7 separate regions of the Mus musculus genome follow, and regions 1, 2, 3, 4, 6 and 7 are each linked to region 5. A link is a contact called in public Hi-C and promoter capture Hi-C data. All regions are on one chromosome and are shown on one strand. Each heading gives the region's core, a stretch centred on a gene start, on an enhancer-like site or on the middle of the called end of the contact. The rest is flanking DNA. Distances are from core to core; before and after follow the strand shown.

Region 1 (3,135 bases), core at 570-3,069, 1.6 Mb before region 5:
GTCCCAGAATCCACTACAGTAGACCAGGCAGGTTTCGATAAAGAATTCCTACTAAGTCAAAAATTTTAATTCCTTCATCCAAAACAAAAGGCGAAAAAGACCTCAGAAAAAGAATGTTTTTAAATAAGATGCAATAAATTGTTTAACTTCTTTCGAAAATATTTCTGATGGGGATTCTAACTTTTCCATCCACTTCAAATTGCTGTCCCACCTAGAATTTTAATACTTGTCCAAACCTGTTAGCTCATGGTCTAATAATAAACCTAATTATACAATCTGTAACAGCCCCTGTCGACCTTTTCCTTAAGAAGTCATAAAGGTGATTTAGCTGACACCTCAAACTCATAGAAATCTATTTCATTTATCAACATTCCGGCTTTCAGAAAGTTTAAAAGGGGGGTGGGGGGAGAGGACTGGCTACAGGTTGAGGAGGGGTGAAGTCGCCTGAACCAAGCCAGGCACACGCTTGGCGTAGGACAGCAGGGCTAACTACCGGTTCATTTCTCTTTAAATCTGGCAGCACGTGGGGCGGCATTGTGAAGGCACCAACCCGCCTCCTCCCTCCCCCCCTTCCACTCCGCACACGTACGCCTCCAGCGCGCATGCTCCGCTCACACAGTCCTAGCAGAGTAGGAGCCAACCCCCTAAAAAGTCAACCTGGAAGCCGCAAACGGCCAGAGGCCGGGACAATGGGGGAGGGGGACAGAGACTCCACGGGGGAGGCACTGAGCCGCCGCCCCTGGCCAGAGCCTAAGGCGGGCCGCAGCCCGGTGGCCGCGAGCCTGCGCGAAGGAGCCCGAGCCGTGCCCACGGAGCACAAAGCCCGGGCCGGCCAGCGAGCCGCTCTCCCCAGCGCCCGCGCCCACCCTCCCCCAGACGGGCGGCGCAGCCCGAGCTCGTGCCAGGCGGAGGCAGGCGAAGCGGAGTCGCGCTCCCCGCCGAGCCCCCCGGTGCCCCGCGTCAGCACCCGGGCCAGCCCCGCCGTCGCTTTTGTTGTCTGCCCTAACTCCGCGAACCCCGCGCTGCCGGGCCAGAAGTTTGGCGCGCCTCCCCTCTCCGGCCCCCGACACGGCTCGGACTCACAGCCGCGCGGGGACCCCGCAAGCTCCCGGGGTCCCCGAGGTTCCGCGGCCTCCGCCGCACCTGAGCCCGGGATCCGCCCCTCAGGGAGGGTCGGCCCGACCGGGACCCACGCCCCTCCCCCGCAACGCCCCAGTGCCGTGGGGGAGGGGGCAGCCGCCCAGGGCGTCCGGCCCGTCCGAGGGCGAGGCTGGGGAGCGTCCCCGCCCCCAACACCCTCCACAGCCGGGCCAGGAGTGTCGCCAGCTCGCCGCGACTCGCGGGCTCCCACCCTCGCGGCCCGCCACCACCCAGCCTCCGAGCGGGCGAGAGGAGGCGAGTGGCTCGGCAGTCCGCGATCGCGGCCCGGCGCCCCGCCGCTCACCTGCCAGCTGTCTTCGCAGTAGCAGCGCCGACTGCAGCTCCGTCATCCTCCCCACCGAGAGCCCGGGCCGCCACCGGGACTTCGACGGACTGGCGACAAGCTCTGCCGGTGCCTGGAGCTAGATGTGTGTTGAGGAACCCGGACCGGAGCGCCGAAGCCGCGGGGAGGCCGGTCTTGGGAGACCCGAGAAGCACCTCGCCGCCTATGCGAGTCCGCTCCGCTCGGCTTTCCTCGCTCAGCGCCTCACGCCCGGAAGGGGAGGGTACCCGGGCCGCCGCGGCGCGCACTGGGACTTCGCTCGCCCGCTTCCCTCCTCTGCCCGCCCGTCGGCCCCACCGGTGCCTTCCCCCGCCACTGCCTCACTGCGCGCAGGGCCGCTCCGCGCAAGCGCGCTGAGCCTGCCTCCTTCAGAAGCAGCACTCCTGCTAGCCCGACCCCTCGGCCCTGCTGCCCCGCCTCCGGCGGTGGAACCCCGCCCACCGCGCGCAGTGGGCTCAGCCCCGCCATCTTGGGAAGGTCCACGCCCGCCCAGCTGCGGAAGCGTCGGCTGGTAGACGCCCCGCGGACGCCATGACAAAGAGGTCGCGGAGGGTCAGGACGCTGCCTCCCGGTATAAGCAGGAGGTCTAAGCGTGATGGGACCAGAAGTGGTAGATGTTGGCGAGGACCCAGCAGCCATCCAACACTACATCGGAGGTGTGCGAATTAGTCATTGTTACAAAGCCGAATTTAGTACTGGTGTGCACCATTTTAAGCAGCCGCAAAATAGAGTGCATGGTGATAATTCATAAAGAATGCACAGAATGGTCCTTGAAATAAAAATGTTATGAGTCTCATAGCAGAAAACGTTTAAGTAAATAGTAAGACTGAGTAAAGTGCAGAGTTGTGATTAGCACAACCTGATAAATGGTTCGGATTCAGGTGGTATTCTCCTGTAATCTCAACACTTGAGGCTGAGGATTAGAAGACCCAGGTCCCCTTCGCTGCACAGTGATACCCAATCTCCGTCTGGGGATGAGGATCCATAATAGATCAGACTCCTCTAGAAAAGGCACCTACTATGTAAAGTCCAAGTGTGAAAGCCGAGATTAGGAAAAGTCAACCTTATCCAACCTCCTTGCCCATTTCCCAGTTGAGTGCTTTGTCAACACTGTAGCAATAAAGAAACAAAAAAGGGAAGGGGGAAAAGTAACATTGACACTCAATTTTGTTTCTTCTTTCTTTCTTTTAAAGATTTATTTACTTATGTATATGACTACACTGTTGTTCTCTTCAGACACACCAAGAGAGGTCATAGGATCCCATTACTGATGGTTGTGAGCCACCATGTTGCTGAGAATTGAACTCAGGACCTTTGGGAAATCAGCCAGTGTTCTTAACCGCTAAGCCATCTCTCCAGCCCCTTGCTTGTTCTTTCAATAAGTGTTTGTTCAATCCCTACTTCCCTGTACCTGGACTGTAGAAAACAAAAACTGTGCATAGGAAATCAGGTCCATTTCTACCCACAAAAGCATGAAGCTTCTGTGAACTCCAAGTAAAGTGAACAAGAGGAGCAGATTCCGTTAGGCATGTAATAAAAATTACTGGGCAAGCAGGCACAAGGCCCTGGCTTACCTCCCTAGCACTGTCCCACCAGACCAAAGAAACAAACATTGAGTGAATCTGCCATTTTGAAATACTGCCCACCTAGGG
Region 2 (3,353 bases), core at 223-2,722, 1.3 Mb before region 5:
CTGTGTGTGTGTGTGTGTGTGTGTGTGTGTGTGTGGTTGTGCAGGTCAGAGGACAACTTGTGGCAGTCATGTCTTTCCTTCTGGAGAGGCACTTTTACTTGCTGAGCCACCTTGCCTACCCCAGTCTTTGAATTAAGGTATTCATTAATATTAATACCAGAATTAAGAACATAGATACATGAGCTGGGCAGTGGTGGCGCACGCCTTTAATCTCAGCTCTTGGAGGCAGAGGCAGGTGGATTTCTGAGTTCCAGGCCAGGCTGGTCTACAAAGTGAGTTCCAGGACAGCCAGAGCTACACAGAGAAACCCTGTCTTGAAAAAAAGCAATATATATATATATACATACATGAATGAAAGGTGAGTGTTAATTTCCAATATGTCTTTCAGATTTGAATCCTCAGCTTAAGGGTCTTTTTCTGGCATGCTGAGATGCCAGGGATAAGCAGATACACCCAGCTCATCGCTGCTTTTTCTTCCTTCCTTCCTTCCTTCCTTCCTTCCTTCCCTCATTTCTTTCTCTTTCTTTTAAAGATTTGTTTATGTATTTATTTTATGACTAGGAGTGCTCTGTTTTCTGTTTTCATGCACACCAGAAGGTATGCACTGGATCTCATTGCAGATGGTTGTGAGCCACCATGTGGGTGCTTGGCATTGAACTCGGGACCTCTGGAAGAGCAGTCAGTCCTCTTAACCGCTGAGCCATCTCTCCAGCCCTTCATCAGTGCCTTCACATTGTTATAAATTTTATGCCTTTGTTTCATCGTGTTCACCTTTATGATTGCTTTTTCTGCCACACAGACAGCGCCAATTTCCCATTTCCAGTAGTAATGCAAAGGGTTTTTTTGTTTTGTTTTGTTTTTGTTTTTTTGTTTTTTAAATAAACGTGCTGCCTGTAAAACGAACGTTTGAAGATGGTGTATGGCTATGTTAAACTCATGGCCGTGGCACCGAGTGGCTGGCGTCCTGAAAGCCTAATTTTAACTCAATCCACAACAGTTTGAAGATCACGTAGCAGTGCGATCTTAACCGAGAAAAAGCTCAGTGCTTGGTGAGTTTTACGCCTTGGGAGAAGATACCTGGCCGAAAACCCATTCTTGCCTACCCCTGTCTGGAGCTACCCATGCACCCTGTGTGTCGCTAGGTTTGCAGGTCCTTTGCTCCAGGTTTGGAGCAACGACCACGTGGAACGCAGTGTGTGTATCTCTGTGGTCCCGGGTCATCTACGGCTCAGGACAGCGCCAAGACCGACCCGCTGTGCATCTATGGAGTCAGAGACTCGGGGAACGGGAACCCCGAGTGACCCAATCTCCTGCCCCGTGTTTTGACGTTTTCTCAGCAGGATCAGACTTCGGACCACCTACTTTCTTTGTCTTGTTTGCTCGGGTTACCCTTTAGCACCACTCTCACATTCGCGCTTGCGCAGTCTTCTAACTAGGGCAACGTTGCGTCCGTCCGGTTGCCATAGAGACCGCAGTTTTCTCGGCTGGTTCTCTCAGAACCAGGAGCTCTGGTTGGGGTCAGGAGTGCCCTACAGAAGCTTGTGTTCTTTAATGAACTAAGGTAAGTGAGCCCCGATCCACCTCACCTACCCCTTCTCCCTACCCACGCGGTGTGTCTTTTGTATCAGCGGTTAGCACTGATATCGGTCCCCTCTTCGAGACTATTCACACTTGTTCAAAGTTATATCTCAGAGAGCCACGCTGAGACAGACTCGGGAGAGACCATAGGAGGGGACTGAACTGGAGAGCTCAGGAGTGTCTGAGGGGGTTACATGGGGCCTGATGCTTAGCCTAGTCAAGATCTGAATCCATCCTTGGTTGTGACGGCTTCAGAGGCCCCTAGGGTAAATACTAGGGTTATAGAGTCCAGAGCGGGAGGCTTTCAGAGTTCAGCTTTGCCTATGGAAGACAGATGTGATGTCGTTCAGAGCCAGGGGATCATATTTTTTTTCCCCCGCAACTGTCTCCAGAGGCTGCCTTACCCCCTGTTCCTTGTCTTTATCCTGTAGTCACAATGCCCAGATGTTGGCTTACAGACGTCACATCTGTTCATTTCTTATACAACATGTCTGGGTTCATGTATTTGAAAGAATACTGCTTGTCTTAGGGTTTCTATTGCTGTGACAAAACAACATGATCAAAAAGCAAGTTGGAGAGGAAAGGGCATATTTGTCTTACATGTTCATATTGCTTGTTTATCATTGAAGGAAGTCAGGATAGGAACTCAAAACAGGGCAAGAATCTAGAGGCAGGAGCTAATGCAGAGGGCATGAAGGGCATGCTAACTGGTTTGTTCATCATGGCTCGCTCAGCCTGCCTGCCTTCCTTCCTTCCTTCCTTCCTTCCTTCCTTCCTTCCTTCCCTTCTTTCTCTTTTTTCTTTCTTTCCTTCCTTTCTTCCTTGTCTTTTCTTCCTTTCTTTCTTTTCTTCCTTTCTTTCTTTCCTTCCTTCCTTCCTTCCTTCCTTCCTTCCTTCCTTCCTTCCTTCCTTCCTTGTCTTTCGTTCTCTCTCCCTCTCTCCCTCTCTCCCTCTCTCCCTCTCTCCCTCTCTCCCTCCCTCCCTCCCTCCCTCCCTCCCTCCCTCCCTCCCTCCCTCTCTCTCCTTTTTTCTTCTCCAAGGCAGGGTGTCTTTGTGTAGCCCTGGCTTTCCTGGAACTCACTCTGTAGATTAGGCTGGTCTCAAATTTTCAGAGATCCACTTGCCTCTGCCTTCCTAGTTCTGGGATTAAAGGCACCACCACTGCCCAGCTCAATCTGCTTTCTTGCAGAACCCAGGACCATCAGCTCAGGCTTAGCATCACCCACAAAGGCCTGGGCCCTCCCCATACATCACTAATAAAGAAAATGTCACACAGCCAGATTCATGGAGTCATTTTCTCAAGTGAGGTTCCCTCTTGCCAGATAACTCTAGCTTGTGTCAAGTTGACATAAGACTAGCCAGTACACTGTTCTATGATTCACCGAGAGCAACAAGAACTCCACATCTCAAAAGATGCACAGGAGAATATCAAGAGCATTTTGTGATAACCCTAAATGAGAATAGTCCACATGTTTATAAGCAATAGGAAAAGGTTAATTTTTACATAGTCACCTGGTACATTGCATAGTGATAAGAATGGACAAGCTACATTATAGGCAGTAAGACCACTTTTATGAACACAATATTAAATAAAAGCCACCAGATGCTAAAGAAAATACTCTATTTAGTTAAAAAGCAAAGGAACCTATATGTAGCATTAAAGATGGGGTTAGTGGCAACCTTGTGAGGCTGAGAGTGGCAACTAGAAACTAGAAAGATTTGGCATATTGGTAACATTATTTCTTGATCTGGGAGCTGGCTAGGCCTGTGGCTGG
Region 3 (3,013 bases), core at 61-2,560, 1.9 Mb after region 5:
GAGCAAGTTCTGAGAGCGAGAGGGGGTCTGGGATGGGATTTCAAGGAGCAGGCTTGGGTCCAGAGTCACCACTCCAGCTTATGTCCCCACCCCAGTAGAAAGCTCTGGGACACAGGTACAGAATGCTTAGGGGCCTGGGGCCAGCGGTGGAACTGACCTGGTCCCTGGTCCTCTCCAGGAGCAGCAGCCTCAGCTCTTCTAGGCTGCGGTTGATGCGGTCCCGGCGCCGCTTCTCCACCAACGGCTTCAGCATCTGTGACCAGCGGGAAAGGAAGAGCGGGCCGACCGGACCGAGACTCAGCGCCGCCGCGCAAGCGTCCGATCCTGCCGCTGGGAAAACCCCCCATGCGCCCCTTTCCCCTAATCCCAGGCTGCTTGGGTCTGGTCCATTCGTTTCCCTCTCACTCCCTGCTACTTCCCAGTCCCTTGGGTCGCTTTCCGTGGCTCGCCCACTTCTCCCTGCCCTTTCTGTGTTCAGCTTTCTCCTCTCTTCTCCCCTCTATGGCACTCTTCTTTTCTCTTTATATCTCTATCTTGTGTCGTCTCCCTCTCAGTGTATCACTGAAGAACTTTAGGGCCACTCTTTGCCCCCAGGCTAGTGAGCCGCGCGATAGAGACCTAAGGTGAAAGGCAGACACACAGTGCGACCACACCTCCTCTTCTCACTCAAACCCTTCACTCGTTCTCCTAATATCTCTCACCTGGCCTCGCACCTCCGGAACCAACGACTCAAAGGTCTTCTCTTTGAGTCAGATGTGGGTTCCCAGGCGCTTACAGACAGCGTCCATAGCCTTTCCTCTATTTTTGTTTCCACCCTCCTCCACCAGCTATGGCCTCTAGCTTATCTCATGTTATAGTATAGCTTCGTGGGGTTTTGTTTGTTTGTTTTATTTTGGTTTGGTTTTTGTTTGTTTGTTTGTTTGTTTTTTCGGTAGGGGTGCACTCTGTGGCCTCGAACTTGCGATAATCCACCTGCCCCAGCTTCCCGAGCCCTAGAATAGGCCACGATGCCCAAATTCTGGCACTTTCCTAGCCACAAGCCTTAGCCCACAATAATGCAAACCCCTAGACCTCCGCTTCCGCAGCCCGCGCAAGTTGGGCTCTGACCCTGCCCTCTTTATACTTTACAGGTTCTTTCGGTCTTTTCACTCTTGTGTCTCCATCCTCATTCCTAGCCCACAGAGTTAGAACCTTTAAGTCCTCTGGCCTGAACAGGGACCCTATTTCCCTCCCTTCCCACCTCTCACCTTGGGGCCGTCCCTATTCTCAGCTCGCTCCCGGGTGACCATTGCTCCTCCGGACCCTTCGGTGGACTCAGCGCGTGCTGCCTAGATCCTTATATCCCGCCGCTGCAGGGTAGGAGGGCTAGGGCCCGGCCCCGCCCCCTTCAGCCCCTAGATGCCCAGCTCAAGGACCCCGGCACGAGGCTCCCGGAAAGGCAGGGAGTGAAGGGGGAGGGGAAGGGGAGGAACTAGCCCCAAATGTGGGAAGTGAGGGGAGGAAGGGGCCACAGGCTGGTTTAAGGACCATAAAGCTGTATAATAAGGCGGGACCCAACTGGAGGGAGGAGATTATTAGGGGAAGAGAGTCTAAGTGAACTGGGAAGAAATCACTTAGGCATGAAATTTGGGGGTCTCCTAGACTAGTAGATTTCTTGGAGGTTCACTATAGCCCCACCAACCCTGAAATAAATGTTGGCATGCTTCTGCCTCCAGGCTGAATATTATAATCTTCTCCCAACCCCTAAAGGTGCAGAGCAGATCTACCGGATTCTACTGGCTGGCTGTGGGAAAAGACGGCGCCGTTGTATCTGTCTCTTCTACTCAATTCCCACAATAACTCCAGTACTTATCCCTGCAGACGTAGTAATAAGGAGAATCTGCCGCCAAACTGACTCTATAGATACTGTGACTTGAGTCCCCGGGAACAGATTTTCCTAAGGATGGCTGGACTAAGGGAGGACAAAGGAAACTTCTAGGGGGAAAAAAATCCTTGAAGTATACGTGAGTGAAGAAATCTTTCCATTCACTACCCTTGATCTTAGTTAGCCAAGAGGCCGAGAAGCGATACCTTTCCGTTTACAAGAACTTGGTTTAAAACTAAATTCAGGAGTACAGCTGGCAGGAAAACATAGAGTGCACCAGTTGGTGGGCGCTCTGGAGGCCTCTAGGGACTGTAGGGGAGCAGGGAGACGTGAGATTTGCTAAAGGGACAAGAAAGGTTTGGTTGCAAAATGGGATCTTCACCCACCTCAAACAAAGAGCATGACCTCTCAGAAGGATGGATATGTCAACACCTGGAGACTTCAGGGCGAAGTGCCTGAGAAGGTAAAATCGAAATTTAACACGACAAGAAGGCCTGGGGAAAGGACATAATAAAGACAGGGCTACAAACCGAGCCAGAAGATAGCTGTGGAGTCAGAGACAAAGTGGAACCCCTTCCCAGAGGCCCTCCACATCCTGAGAGGGTTTTCTGGCAAGAGGCTGCCTTGCCAAAGGCAGAGCAGGAGGGGCCCGGTACTTGAGAAAGGAGGCACCCATTTGGGGTTAGGGCCCTCAGTACATCCCACCTTCCCCTACTTCAGCCAAATGGAAGCACAGATGTGTGGTCCCAGCAGGCCCCACCGCCCCCCTCCTTGGGAACCAGGATTGGGGTTGAGTTTTTCTCACCTGCACGTGAGGCTCGGGGCCTGAGGCAGTTTGCACCCGGGTGTGGGGCCGCCCCTGGCCATATGGAATGACTTTATGGCCCGGTGGCCGGATCCAACGGAGAGAAAAAAATGGCCTGACGCTCCACCCACCTCAATGATTCTCTACAACCTTTTCCCACACCTAGAAGTAGGATTGGATCTGCCTCTGAGAAGTTCACATAGGCTTATTATGACCTCTCTCCTTGTCTGCATTGGTGGTTCAGTGGTAGAATTCTCGCCTGCCACGCGGGAGGCCCGGGTTCGATTCCCGGCCAATGCACAGTTCTAGCTTTTTTCTTTTTTTTTTTTTCCGTCTACCTCAAC
Region 4 (3,376 bases), core at 334-2,833, 1.5 Mb before region 5:
CCAGCTTGGGGATTAACTCTGCTCACTAAGACAGTGGAGTGTGTGTGTGTGTTCGTGTGTGTGTGTGTGTGTGTGTGTGTGTGTGTGTGTGTGTGTGTGTGTATGTGTGTGTGTGTGTGCTTGAGTGCCTTATGCTTTGTCATCCGTTGGCTATGCCATGACTCACTGTGGTTGACACCTTCACAAGATGTTCCTGTTGTGGACGTGGGCTCTGGAGCAGCCTGCACTAGCAAGATGATTTCAGGGCCCTGGCTTCGTACCAACCAGACCATTGACTAGTTGTCTGTTTATGACGGGTCACCTTGGTGACCTGAAGTCTGTCTGTGAAACAGACAGAAACCACTGGATATCTGAGGGGCTGAATTAAGTCTCCCCTGACTCTCTCATTTGAACCAAGGGTTTGGCACATACTAGGGAGAACATGCTATACTGGGTTTTAACTTCTTTCTTTCCTTTTACATATTTATTTATTTAGAGACGTGTTGGCCTGGACTCGCTGGCCTGGAACCTCGGAGTTTCACCTGCCTCTGCCTCCCAAATGATGGACTTACAAGAGAAGACTGTTCTTTACACAGAAGCTACCTAGCCATTCTCCAGAACTGACAACCCCCCCCCCCCCAACGTGCTCAACTACCTGGACTATATTCCCCCAATAGAAACAAAGACCCAGAAAGATAGAGGTTTCGTCCAATGTTAAGCCACACGCAAGAGCAGATATAGGCTAGGATCCAGCTTTCCAACTTTCACTAAGGGTTTTGGGGAGATGGTACCCCCCTCAAAGGCTTTTTCTGCTCCATCCCCTCTCCTTCTCGTTTGTCTGAGATTGGATCTCTCCTGACTCAGCCTCCCAAACGCTGGGGTTACAGGTGTAGGACACCCTGCCTGGCATTGAGGAGGCCCTCCTGGTTCTTTTGGGCTCTAATCCGAGCCCTGGTTCTCACAAGCTCCACTCTATGGGGGGTAGAGATATGGTCAGAGTGAGCCCAGGTCATAGCATGGAGGTGCTTCTCTATAGAGGAGAGCAATGGACCTTCATGAGGTCTGTGTCCTGGGTCCACCAATCATGTTTCTTAGGCAGCGCTGCCTAAACAGACTGAATTAAGGTGAGTAACTGTTGGAGTCAGCTCTACAACAGGTTCCCCAGTTTTGACCATCTGAGACTTTTTTTTTTTAATGCGTAGCTTAAGCCATGGGCCTTCCTCGGCCTCAGCCAGGGGTCCTCTCCCATCGCAGGGGCAGGGTGGAAGTTGAGTAGGGTCTGGGGTACCCTTCTTCCCTCACCTAAATCCTAATCGGTGCTGCAGCTCCCCGCAATCGCTTCCTGATCCCCGAGGGTTCCGTGGCCGCAGCGCTACTGCGTGACTTGCGCCCCCGTCAGGCGGGTGGGGCTGTGCGGCCAGGCGCCCCCGCACCCCCCGGGGCAGCACGTGCGGGGCGGGGCTGTGGCTTGAGCCCGGAGGTGATTGGGCACACGAGCTTGGTGGGCGGGGCCGGCCGCAGCTGTCAGAGCCGCCGGGGCCGCGCGTCTCACTGACTGAACAGTAGCAGCGGCGCAGCCAGGGCTGGAGCCCGAGCGCAGAAGCGGACGGGCCGGGCCGGGATGGTGCAGCGGCGGCTCCGCGGCGCGCGCACGCACTGAGCGGGCCCGGGCTGGGCCTCGCGTCCCCCGAGCCCCCCGCGCCCCCCGCCGCCCCGGCCCGGGCCGGCATGATGTGCCTGGAATGCGCCTCGGCGGCGGCGGGCGGCGCGGAGGAGGAGGAGGCGGACGCCGAGCGGCGGCGCCGGCGCCGGGGGGCGCAGCCAGGGGCTGGAGGTAGCGCTTGCTGCGGGGCGCGGGGTGTTGGGGGCGCTGGAGTCGTGTCCGCCGACGAAGAGGTGCAGACGTTGTCCGGCAGCGTGAGGCGGGTCCCGTCCGGACTCCCCAGCATCCCCAGCACCCCTGGCTGCGCAGCAGCTGCCAAGGGCCCCAGCGCGCCGCAGCCCAAACCGGCCAGCTTAGGCCGAGGGCGGGGGGCAGCTGCTGCCATCCTGAGTTTAGGCAACGTGCTCAACTACCTGGACAGGTACACTGTGGCAGGTGAGCAAATGCCCCATCTAGCCCGAGGACCAGGGCCCTTCCATCCCAGATGCCCTAGGGAGCTTTTGGTTGCCAGCTCCCTAGATCCAAGCCCTCTGGAGAGTCCCTAAGGACCCTCTGTTCAAGCGATGCTTTGGCGTTCCATGGGTCCAATCCAAAGCACCCCACGCTCCCCGTGTTAGGGATTGGTGGAGTTTCCACCCCTGGAGCAGCTTGTGAGCCTTCGCCAAGCCCTTGACGGCTCATCCGTTGTCCTCCCAGAGTCTCCTCTGCGTCTCTCTTGCCTTATCGCCTGTGCGCCCCCTTCCTCCACAGCCGCAGGTTCCCCGGCCTCTCCTCCTTTTCCCTTAGTCCAGGCCGTCTGTGCTTGCACGGCCCGTCTGTTCCTTCTTTCCTCGGTCTCAGCCACCCCCCTGCATGCGTGCGGCCAGTGTGTGCGCCTCTTGCGGGTGTGCGCCAGGCAGCCGGAGTGTGCGCGCGCGTGGCAGCGCGGATATGTGTGTGTGAGCTTGTAAGCGCGTGGCTGACAAAGGCTCGGGCCTGCGGGGAGCCGAGGGAGGGGCGGGGCGGGTCCGTGCCGCCTGGGGACCCAGGATGCGGTTTGCAGCTGGCCCTGGCTTGAGGCCTGGAGACGCCTCCTTCTGCTCCATGGCGCTTGGAGCCTGGAGCAGGGCATAGGCCTGGGGGCGGGGGCTGGGGGGGTTGGTCTAAAGAGAGGCAGCCTCATGCTCCTTGAGCATCTCTGCGACTCAACCCCAGGTTTGAGACTGAAATGGATACAACTGGGTTTCTATCCTGAATGTGCTTAATGTGTGTGTGACCTTGGGCCAGTTTCAGCTTGTGTTTAGGTCTGTTTCCGTTTGTGAATTGATTGATCCCTGGGCCTCTTAGTGTGGATGTGACTCTGGGATTCTATTCTGCTGGCGTCTCTCCCTGTCTTCACAGGGGTCAAGACGTAGGGACCTGTCCTAGAGCTGGCCCTGCCTGAGGATAATGTAGCTTTGAAAAGAAACACTGGTTAGGCTGGTCTCCGGGGCTCCCGGTGGAGGAGTGCAGTTGTGTGTGTGTGTGGTGGGGGGGACCCAACATTCTATCCCACAACCTAATATGAAAGAGGGGAGAGGAAAGGGGAAGAGAGATGATTTGGATATTTTGTGCCTCACTAAAGAAAACTCAGGGATGATTGGGAAAAGAGAGCCCTGACATAAACCACACAACCACATGCCACCTGGGTACTTGGGTGTTCTTTTGGGGGCCTTAGTCTTTTCCTATCTTGGATAGTTTTGTGTCAAGTGGAAG
Region 5 (3,188 bases), core at 248-2,747:
ACCATATGGCTTCGCATACTGTTTGGACACTGAAACTACCTCCACCTTCCACCTTCACATATGTTGTTTCTATTGAGATGACTTTCCTAAAGACTGTATTTTCATTATCTGAATAGATTGGTCATCTGTTACAAATTACCCAATCAACTGACCACTTGCACCCTATAATTCTCTTAAGTTTGCACTCTAACTTTGCCTCCAAGTTTTCACCATTCCTGGATTGATGCGCCATGATTACATAACCAAATACCTACATCCAAACTTCCAGTTTTGAGAAAAGTTCCAATGTTGCCTTTTCTCTGTTGGACACTGCCAATGCTATAATGAGGCAGTAGCTATAAAGATGCAGTTTTACCAACAAGTTGCTAAGACCACTCCCCAGTGTTTGCTCCCATTCTACGTTGTCCACACTGGCCTAGAACTTCAGGATGGAACAAATCCTCTGGCTTCAGCCTTCAGAGTGGCTAGGAGCCACAGGTCGGTTCAACTACTTTCAGCTTTCTAGTCTTCCTTCTAAATGCCATTCTCTCCAACTTTTTACTTGGTTCCTACCAGTCTTGACGGTCGCATTTTTTTGTCCCACAATTTTTAAAGCTTCTTTATAACTTACTGAACACGTCTGCCACGGTCAGGATAGTCTTTGCTCCAGCCCAATCTAATTCTATTTTCTTTCCTTCAAGTAAGCATGCAGTAGGCGCAGATTCCAGAGCCAGTTCGAATACACATCCCTGAAGAACCGCCTCCGCTTTCCCTTCATCTACCGTCTCTTCTCTGCTAGATTAGAGTTCCTGCGGCTGAAGATAAACATGAGAGGTCCTCACACCGTCTCGACGAATGTAATGGACTTCAGAGCCTACGACCGCCACAGACAAGGCCCAGAAACCGCAGAACGGGAAGCGCTTCCTTCAGCTCCAGCTCCCGTACTACCCCGCGGCCGCGATGCATGCCGGGAACTCTAGGTCTCCGTACCCAGGCCGGCCAGACCGGAGGGATTCCCTACAGAACGCTCCGCCGCCCCGACGCCACTCCTCGGTCCCGCCCTTTCCGCTCCTCCTCGGAGAGCACACAGCCCCTACCGAAGCGATCCCGGGAGTGATGGATTCCGCCCCACACCGGCTTCCCGCCACTTCCTTCAAGCTACACTCAGCGGCTGGAAGAAGGCGGTAACACCGGCTCCTCCGAATCGACTGAGACCTGCCTCTGCGAACGAACGCCAAGGCGGGCTGGATCGCACTCCTGATTGGCTAGCCGTGGGTCAAAAGGAGCCACTGCGATTGGTAAAAGGAAGGCGACAAGGAGGGAAAGCTAGCTGTGGCCGGCAGGGATTGGCGGACGGAACTGGTCCTTCTCTCTGCGTTGGTAGGCGGAGAAGTAAGGATGGACCGACGCAGAGGCGCAACTCTTGATTGGTGGGTGAGCGGCCCCAAGGCGCCAGCGATTGGTGGCTGTCCGAGTACGCAGCGCTGATTGGACAGGAGTGGGTAGGCTGAAGGCCAGCTTTGAGTCCGCCCCGCCGCCTGGCATACTGGCGGAAGGGGAAGGGGGGCAGGCGCGGTGGGAAAGATGGCGTACCAGAGCCTCCGGCTGGAGTACCTGCAGATCCCGCCGGTCAGCCGCGCCTATACTACCGCCTGCGTCCTCACCACCGCGGCCGTGGTGAGCAGCTGTGGCGCCACATCCTCTTTTTCCAGGCTAGCTATGACTGCGTCTTCAGAAAACGGGTTTGGGCCGCGGAGAAGCCCAGTGGGTCTGGTCCCAGGGGTGGGTGGAGACATCCGGAGCTGACTCTAGGGTTTGGGATATTCCCAAGGGTGCCAAGCCAGTGACCTGAGAAGGGTGTGCCCCTTCGTGAAGGGCCAGGTCAGTTTCAGACAAATGAAATCCAGACCTGTAGTGAATCAGAAGTGCGGGAGCCGCCCACCCAAAAATGTGTCTGAGAGGTCCAGGTGACTAGTGGGAGTGAGGTCCGCTAGGTTCACAGACTATTATATTGAGTATAGAAATCTCGAGCTATCTGGAAACATCTTTCAAAAGACGGCCTATGGATATAAGTGTCTGGCCGCTTGTACCTATCCCTAATGGTAGCAGGGTCTTAGTTAAACCCCTTATTCCGAGTTGTCTCACCTAGCTGAGGTGGTGACCACGTGACGCACAGATTTGTAAAAGATGCTGTTGGCTTGTCTCTAAAATATGCTCACCCGCCTGCCTTATAGCATCCTCAAATATTGCAACATCAAACTGACATTGTGTGTTTATACAAAACGGTTGTGCAAATTCTAAAGAATCTCTTACCAGCTGTCACAAGCAAGACAGAAATGTATTCCAAGGGACAGAAATGATTAGATCTACTCATCCTTCGTGGTTCATGATGAAATTTTGTTTTGCGGTTGATCGGCTTCAAGAAGCTCTTTTTCCATTTCAGCAGTTGGAATTGATCACACCTTTTCAGTTATACTTCAATCCTGAATTAATTTTTAAACATTTTCAAGTAAGTGGTCTATATAGCAACTGTGATTAATGTTTTCATTATCTTTTTTTTTTTCGTATCGTTTAGTAAGTAGTAAATCCTGTGAAATAGAGTCTCAAAAAAAATAACCCAGTAGGGGAATCTCTGATTACAGGTCTTTTTGAGATGTAAAGAGGGCATTCCACAGCCTGGTTGGACTCTAGAATGGTTTGAGAGCTGCTAAGTATTTGGGAACTCCTTATATACCAAACTAGAGTTGCCAGGGGGGAGCCAGGTGCAGACAGAGCAAGCAGGAGGATGGCAGGTGCTGGATAAGCTTGAGCTAGAGAGAGAGAGAGACTGTCTTAAGAACATAATTTTTAGTGTGTCTTTGATGTGTTGAGATTTTATATTTGACTACAACTAGTTAAGAACTAATGTGGCCATAGTCCCAGCAGTCAGGAACCTGAGCCCACCTTGAACTACATACCAAGGAATTGTCTCAACACACAAACAACAGGAACAACAACCAACAACGACAACAACAGTAATAATAATGTGATCTGAGAATAGACTGATGAGCTGGCTGCCCAGGGAGTTTCACAGGATAGCCAGCCTTATTTTGTGTTTTTTCCACCCAGACACACCTACCTACCACTGTTGTTAGTCCTCTTGGGCCAGCTCATAAACTCAGTTCTGGTACAACTTTAACATTGATCTGTCTTCTAGAAGTCAGATTATC
Region 6 (2,986 bases), core at 303-2,802, 2.0 Mb before region 5:
AGGAGAAAGGCGGTACACAGTGTAGACACTTGGAGAACAGCAACTGGAGCCAGAGGGACTGGCCCATAGGTGCAAGTGCCATGAGGTGGGACAGTGCTTGCTCTGTATGAAGACCAGCACAGCAGATGTGGCTGCAGTGGAAAGTTCCTTAGTGGAGGTGTGCATCAGGAGAGAAGCTAAGGTCCACTTACACTGGCCTCGGGGGTGTTTTCCTGGCGGAGGCGACATTGTGACCACTAAGCAGGATTCCCAAGGGAGAAATGGGAGTTCACCCTGTGTCTAAAAGAGATCCCTTCCCAACGTGATAGCAATAGAGTGCTTCCCAACAGGCTTGGTTTAGGGTTTGTGAACAGAAACCAGAGGCCTCTAACACCAAAGGAGTCTTTAAGCAGGGAAGCAATTCACTTGGATAAGGTTTAAAATAAGCCCCAGTCCTGGTCTGAGGACTGGGCGTGGGGGACCAAGGAGCAGGTAGTAGGGTCTAGAACAGTCTGACCCACAGCGTATGTTGGATGGAAGAGGTAGAGATGCGCAGAAGACCCAGCCTCTTCCTTTTCCCTGGGATTTTCAAGGACACAGCTGTGCGCTTCTCTCACACCCTGAACCTGGCCAAGACAAAGAGAGGAGCTCACTGGGACACAGTCCTGGGACCCAAGGCATGTGACAGCTAGCTCTGCTCACTCTGTAACACCCTCAAGACAGACACACACCCCTTCCCTGACAGATGTAATCCTTGTCCTCGTGACCGGTGCTCACACACCACTCCATCCTGAAACGCACCCCTCAGGTACACAGGCACACTCTTGTGTCCACGTGACGCACGCACACCCGCCTCCAAACACCACACACAGCTCCCCGCGCACGTGTGCACCCTCGGAGCACCAATCCTGTACCCACCAGACCCAGAAACCACAGCGCCGCCTCCGCCACCCTCACTCAGTCAGGGGACGACTGCGCAGCAGCTGAAGTCGCTCGCTGCATCCGTCCCATTCATCACCCCGCCCCCAGCTCTCCACGGAAGACTCACGGGAGGGCTGTGGGAGAAGCGCTCTGCTGAGATCCACACGTGGGTGCACCCGTCCAGGCCCACTCCGAATAGACACGGCCTCCACCCAGAGCCGGGCCCAAGGCACCGCGCGCGCGGGGCTTCTATGCAGTCCCACAGACAGCAGCTGCGGAAGAAACGCAGGTGGTCGGGCACCCGCATAGCTGGCTTAGACAGATGCGGGCTCAGGGAACCATCCCGAGGACCTGGCCCTGCAGACACAGCGGGAATCTCTGCACACCAGATTCCGGCTGCCCACGTAGACCCGGCCTTGTAGACCACCCTTCTACAGCCCGTTGGCTGCACAGGGCGGCTCAGCCGTCCGCACCCCAGTTTCCAACTCCAAGTCCCGGCTGCTGACCCCTACCTAGGCACCTGGCGACAGTCTCTGCGGTGGGCACCAGGCTCGCTCCCGCTGTGCGCGCCCCGCCCTGCCCGCCTTGCCGGGCTAGGATCGCCCGGCTCAACCCGCTGGCGCCGCAGCTCCAGGCTGCGCTCGCTCCCCCCGCCCGCCGCCGCGCCGGCCCACGATCATTGGCTGTGCCGCGCAGCGCCCCGCAGAGATGTCCAATCAGAGTCCGGTCCTCCCGCCCAGGGGTAGAGGGGGCGGGTCTCGACGGGATCGGGAGGAGGTGGCTCGGGAGGGGCCCTGCGGATGGGCCCCGACGCGTCACGCCCCCGGCGCCCGCAGACAAGCAGGCTCGGGGAACCCGATGTCCCTCAGGCCACGTCGTGGGCCCCTCAGCCTGGCCTGAAGCGTACGATGCTTTTTTCGAGTCCTCAATCCGGTGTCCTAGTCTCTAGAGGCAAGAGCATCCCTCCTTCGGGATGAGGCCCGGTGCGTACCAAGGAGAGGCTAGGTAGAGGCCCTGGGAGAAGGGCCTGGAGTTGAGTGTTCTCCGGGGGGGTTGGGGGAGGGAAGGAGGAGGGAGATTCGTCAGAGTGCTGGGGTGGGGCGGCACTCAGGTTTGGAGAGGAGCAGGAGGTGACTGGCTGGGCTGAGGGAATGAAAAAGAGCCCTCCAGGACCAAGTGGCCTTGACTGTGGTTATGCCTGGGGACTGCCCTCACAGACTCCTGGTTCAATCCTGCTATTATTAGTCTATTGGAGATGCCCCACATCACTGCTTGCCTCAAACTCAGACCCATGTTGCTATCTCCAACCTGGTCTCACCTGTGTCTCTGTCTTAAACAGGAGTTAGAAACCAGGAGTTAGAAACCAGGAGTTACCTGTGTAGCAGGTTTTCTGACCCAACCGGGTGTAGCACAAGGATCTGCCATGTTGCCTCTTAAGATCCCTAAAGTCTCTCTCTCTCTCTCTCTCTCTCTCTCTCTCTCTCTCTCTCTCTCTCTCTCTCCCCACCATCTGCCCCTCCCTGAACTCGACCACCACGGTCATGCAGTATACCTCCACTTGATTAGTGCAGCAGCCCCACCCCTCACCCCAATCCAGTATCACTTCCCATTAACCTTTCTGGGACAACCAGAACAGGCACTAGGAACACCAGAGAGCTGCCTCTTAGGATCTTCCACTGCTTGCCACTAAGTCCCCTCAAGCCCTCCATAGCTCACCCCTCACCACTTGCCTGCCTAAACCCCACTTGTCTTTTGGCACTTAGTTCAATGCCTCTGCTGCTAGGAAGCCTTCCCCATGACCTTCTGGATACCTGGAATGCCCAGCAGCCCTTTCTCAGTGCTTTCCAGATCTCAGCACCTCTTCACCTGAGTCCTGTCTGGACTAAGAACTCTTGAGAGCAAGGGTCGAGATGAATTCGCCCAGCACAGCCTGACCTCCTGATGCATGCCCAGCATGTATTTGTTGAAATGAATAATTGGGTCCAGTAACTGGAGGATTGGATCTATAGGGCTGGAGTTCAGGAAAGAGCTGGGCTACAGAGACTCCTCCCCCCACCCCCAGTTTTGAAGATTGAATCCAGGGCTT
Region 7 (2,991 bases), core at 258-2,757, 1.2 Mb before region 5:
GGGGAAGGGATGGGCCCAGGGCCACATAGATGCAAACAAGCAAACAAACCGAAAATAGAGAGGGCCTGAAGAAGGCAGTTGCAGACTTGAGGGCAAGGTGACAGGCAGGTCACAGGAACAGAGTCAAAAATCTTGATACAAATGTGTGTTCTGTTTTAGGGCCTTCGACATTCACAGGCTGAGAAGGTGGGGAATTCAGTAGTTCTTTCCTGGTGGTGGTGGTGGCAGGGCTAGGGGTGGAGAAGAGGGAGGAGAGGTTAGTCTCATATAATTCGTAGCAATTGCATATAACCTATTCTTTACTTCATCTCTGGATTGCTTGCAACACCTAACACACAGTGTAAGTGCCGTGCTAATAGTCGGTCTCTGTTGTATATAGTTCAGAGTACGCCGATGGTTTCCATGTTTAGAACAGAAGCAGCCATCCTAGTCGTAAACACGCTAACCATGTCAGCAACTAGATAGCATCTTGATCAGTGGTGAGAGCTGACTGTACAGGAATCTGGACTCAGCCATGTGTCAAGTAGCCTGTGGATAAGACTCCCCAGAGGAGAATGAGAGGCAGGCAGAAGAGAAAGAACTCACCGAAGTGTCAATAATGTCATTGCACCCTCTTGTGTTGGTGTCCCAAACAGGACTTAGCACAGCAGGTACTACACACAGGTCTGTTAAGGGGAGGATTAATGAATGAACGAATGCCTCGATGATGGTTGGCAGGATTATGCCCCCTCTTTTCTAAGGCCCCGTCTCCCACCATAAAATGGTACTAGCGAGGTGGTTGGTAAGTGGGCGGCAGCAACTACCCGCGCCTGGGCAAAGACGGCCGGCCTGCGCAAGCGCGTTCGCTGGAGGGTAAAAGTCGTTCGGTCTGCGAGGACAGTGACCGCCTTCCTTAGCGGTCCCTCTAGAGCGCCTACGGTGCGCTGGGTAGGAGACGGCACGAGGAGGGAAATGGGTTCTATGTCTAGAGTCGGGCTAACGCTAGGAGGAAGCCAGCGGATCTTGGAGGTGAGAAGACCGCGGTGGCGCAGGGCTCGGCCATCGCCTCTAGGAGACGCCCCTCCGGGATAGGGATGAGAAGGAGAACGCTTTGGAGAGAGAAGCCTGAGAATCCTACAGGCTGGTGTTTTTCATCTGGGACATTCCGGAGTCCAGGAGAGAGCAGGTGAGAGTACACAAAGGGTCCTCACGCTTAAGCTGGCAGAATGACCGGCACACCCTGCATGGTACTGAGGACCAGAGCAGCGCCAACGGGCTGGCAAGTGGTGAGGTGCCAGGGTCCAGTCCTCTCCATAGAGGGCTGGTGCCAAGCACTGAAATCTGCAAACGCCTCACTCTGCCGCGGGGTGGCAGAGTCCTGGGACAGACACTCCCCACAGACCCCGAGGGGTGGCTCCGCCCCAGGACCGCAGGGAGGCCTGGCAATGGGGGGCGGAGTTGTAGCCGCCCCCAATCCGGTGGGACCGCGCGTCCCCCTTTTAAGCTCGTGAAGCTTCTAGCTGCCTCGCAATCTTTTCTCCCTCCAGTCAGTCTCCCTTTCACGCGATGGATTCGGCGAAGACTTGTGTGACCAAGTTCAAGTCCTTTGCGATTTTGCTCTTCACCCCGATCCTGATGCTTCCACTCGTCATTCTGATACCTGACAAGGTCAGTTGCGTGTCTGGGCAGCCTGGCGGAATCCGGGTGCCCAGTGCAATAACGGGCACGGAACCCGGGAACGCTGAGCTGGAACGCATAGATTCCTCCGTGGGGACGAGCTCCCCTGGGACGCGTGCTCAGACGCTCCAGGCACCAGATAGGAGGTGCTCTGCAAAGAATCCGAGGGACGCACAGACCCTAAGGTGAACACGTCCTAGAGTGCACCGATTTCAGGGCGCAAGAGCCGTCCGGGCAAACACGGAAACCTGGACGTTAGAACAGATCTGAACCACACAGACCCCTCGACAGGCTTAGCCTCTGACTCAAAATCTCCTCCCAGAGTGCACAACCAACGCTAGTCCAGCTCAAAGATAATGCTCGAGCTAGTAGAGACTCTGAAGGCTGGGCTTTCTTTCCCTCTGTGCCTCTTCTCTAGGAAAGAGAGATTTCCTAGCTGTAGATGCCTTCAGGCAGGGAACTACAGGAACAGAGTGGATCATGCCTTTGCCATAATCTGGCCTTGATATTTGAAGCTCAGGTTCCCCATCTATGATCTATATTTCTTTCTAGCTCGGAAGCCAAGGAAGCCACTCTCGAGTTCAAATCCTGCTGCAGCCTGAAAGGCAGGTCGGGCACTGCCCACCGCCTGCTGAGGCAGTCAGTGTGAGGAGGCAGGACGTATTCCCAGAGCTCACGCCTTGGGTGGCATGGCTCTCGGTTGCTGGGGAAGCTGAGTCCCATTCCCTGGCCTCCTGGTGCTCCTGGGAGGAAGGGAGAGAATGAATGGCCTTGGCTGCAGAGCAGAGGAGGGCGGGAGCGCTGGCCCCGGCTCTGTCAGGCTGTGTGCAGCCAGTTTGGCGAGGCCAGGGCTCTTTGAAGCCTTATGTGGCTACCCTTTCACTCTCAGCCCAGACAGGAAACCTTGCTCGGATCCTGCTTCCCCTCCACAGGCAGGTTTGAGAAACAGTGGCTCTCTTCAGGGAAGGTTTTGAGAGGAGAGGGGTGTCCCCTGGTGGGCTTCTAGTCATTTCACATTGTGCCTTTCAGCAAGACCCTTTGCTCTCCGGGCCCCGGGTGCTTTGATGGGTACAATGGGGTGACTGGATTCTGGGAGTAAAAGGGGATCATTCCGGCTCCTAGGATTGGGGCGCGGGGGGGGGGGCAGAGGAAACATACTGAGCAGAGGCTCCACATGGGCCAAGGAGAGCAGAGCAACTGTGCGGACTCATCCGCTGCCACTCTGTTAGCGAGCATCCAGAGATTCGGGGCCATTCCCGTCTGTGGGAGGCATCCAGGTTAGGAAGCTGTGATTTTAGCTCTGCTGGCGGGGAGTGATGTTCCTTGGAATAATTA

The links. Promoter capture Hi-C pulls out the DNA fragments that hold promoters and counts their contacts. Hi-C and Micro-C count contacts between places; a contact is called where the count stands out from the background. Capture Hi-C pulls out chosen DNA fragments and counts their contacts.
Region 1: a contact with region 5 is called in a Hi-C map of muscle stem cells, with 7 times the contacts expected there. The contact joins the promoter of Ube2g1 here to the promoter of Derl2 in region 5. A contact is called at or near these places in 3 of 39 promoter capture datasets (embryonic stem cells, liver and pre-B cells), 2 of 484 Hi-C or Micro-C datasets (CD4 T cells and muscle stem cells) and 1 of 115 datasets of contacts at active chromatin or transcription factors (astrocytes).
Region 2: a contact with region 5 is called in a promoter capture Hi-C map of hippocampal neurons, with 3 times the contacts expected there. The contact joins the promoter of Tekt1 here to the promoter of Derl2 in region 5. A contact is called at or near these places in 2 of 39 promoter capture datasets (embryonic stem cells and hippocampal neurons).
Region 3: a contact with region 5 is called in a promoter capture Hi-C map of pre-B cells, with 3 times the contacts expected there. The contact joins the promoter of Hes7 here to the promoter of Derl2 in region 5. A contact is called at or near these places in 2 of 39 promoter capture datasets (liver and pre-B cells) and 1 of 9 other capture datasets (liver).
Region 4: a contact with region 5 is called in a promoter capture Hi-C map of hippocampal neurons, with 2.9 times the contacts expected there. The contact joins the promoter of Spns2 here to the promoter of Derl2 in region 5. A contact is called at or near these places in 1 of 39 promoter capture datasets (hippocampal neurons) and 2 of 115 datasets of contacts at active chromatin or transcription factors (embryonic forebrain and large pre-B cells).
Region 6: a promoter capture Hi-C map of pancreatic islet shows a contact between it and region 5. The contact joins the promoter of Camkk1 here to the promoter of Derl2 in region 5. A contact is called at or near these places in 1 of 39 promoter capture datasets (hippocampal neurons), 1 of 115 datasets of contacts at active chromatin or transcription factors (astrocytes) and 2 of 9 other capture datasets (liver and pancreatic islet).
Region 7: a contact with region 5 is called in a promoter capture Hi-C map of embryonic stem cells, with 2.7 times the contacts expected there. The contact joins the promoter of Slc13a5 here to the promoter of Derl2 in region 5. A contact is called at or near these places in 3 of 39 promoter capture datasets (embryonic stem cells, hippocampal neurons and liver) and 2 of 115 datasets of contacts at active chromatin or transcription factors (astrocytes and stem cell-derived neural progenitor cells).

Annotation. Positions count from the first base shown.
Region 1 is chr11:72,605,945-72,609,079 of GRCm38.p6, reverse strand. Ube2g1 (ubiquitin-conjugating enzyme E2G 1) reads right to left here and starts at 1,819. Exons shown (of 6, transcript NM_025985.4): 1 at 1,445-1,819. The coding sequence starts at 1,490. Gm51906 (a long non-coding RNA gene) reads left to right here and starts at 1,917. Exons shown (of 4, transcript XR_003949712.1): 1 at 1,917-2,139.
Region 2 is chr11:72,360,001-72,363,353 of GRCm38.p6, reverse strand. It overlaps Tekt1 (tektin 1), which reads left to right and starts at 1,472. Exons shown (of 8, transcript NM_011569.3): 1 at 1,472-1,561. It overlaps Gm34317 (a long non-coding RNA gene), which reads right to left and starts at 1,440. Exons shown (of 7, transcript XR_003949575.1): 1 at 1,363-1,440.
Region 3 is chr11:69,118,750-69,121,762 of GRCm38.p6, reverse strand. Hes7 (hes family bHLH transcription factor 7) reads right to left here and starts at 1,310. Exons shown (of 4, transcript NM_033041.4): 1 at 1,248-1,310; 2 at 158-253. The coding sequence starts at 1,289. n-TGgcc5 (a tRNA gene) reads left to right here and starts at 2,899; the gene lies at 2,899-2,969. It also overlaps 9130213A22Rik.
Region 4 is chr11:72,488,127-72,491,502 of GRCm38.p6, reverse strand. It overlaps Spns2 (spinster homolog 2), which reads left to right and starts at 1,583. Exons shown (of 13, transcript NM_153060.3): 1 at 1,583-2,077. The coding sequence starts at 1,708.
Region 5 is chr11:71,017,612-71,020,799 of GRCm38.p6, reverse strand. Derl2 (Der1-like domain family, member 2) reads left to right here and starts at 1,497. Exons shown (of 7, transcript NM_033562.4): 1 at 1,497-1,656; 2 at 2,423-2,488. The coding sequence starts at 1,564. Mis12 (MIS12 kinetochore complex component) reads right to left here and starts at 1,189. Exons shown (of 3, transcript NM_025993.3): 1 at 611-1,189.
Region 6 is chr11:73,017,554-73,020,539 of GRCm38.p6, reverse strand. Camkk1 (calcium/calmodulin-dependent protein kinase kinase 1, alpha) reads right to left here and starts at 1,552. Exons shown (of 16, transcript NM_018883.3): 1 at 1,413-1,552. 4732414G09Rik (RIKEN cDNA 4732414G09 gene) reads left to right here and starts at 1,699. Exons shown (of 3, transcript NR_152202.1): 1 at 1,699-1,883.
Region 7 is chr11:72,265,120-72,268,110 of GRCm38.p6, reverse strand. Slc13a5 (solute carrier family 13 (sodium-dependent citrate transporter), member 5) reads left to right here and starts at 1,507. Exons shown (of 12, transcript NM_001004148.4): 1 at 1,507-1,647. The coding sequence starts at 1,546. It overlaps 1700051A21Rik (RIKEN cDNA 1700051A21 gene), which reads right to left and starts at 1,267. Exons shown (of 2, transcript NR_045922.1): 1 at 586-1,267; 2 at 1-230.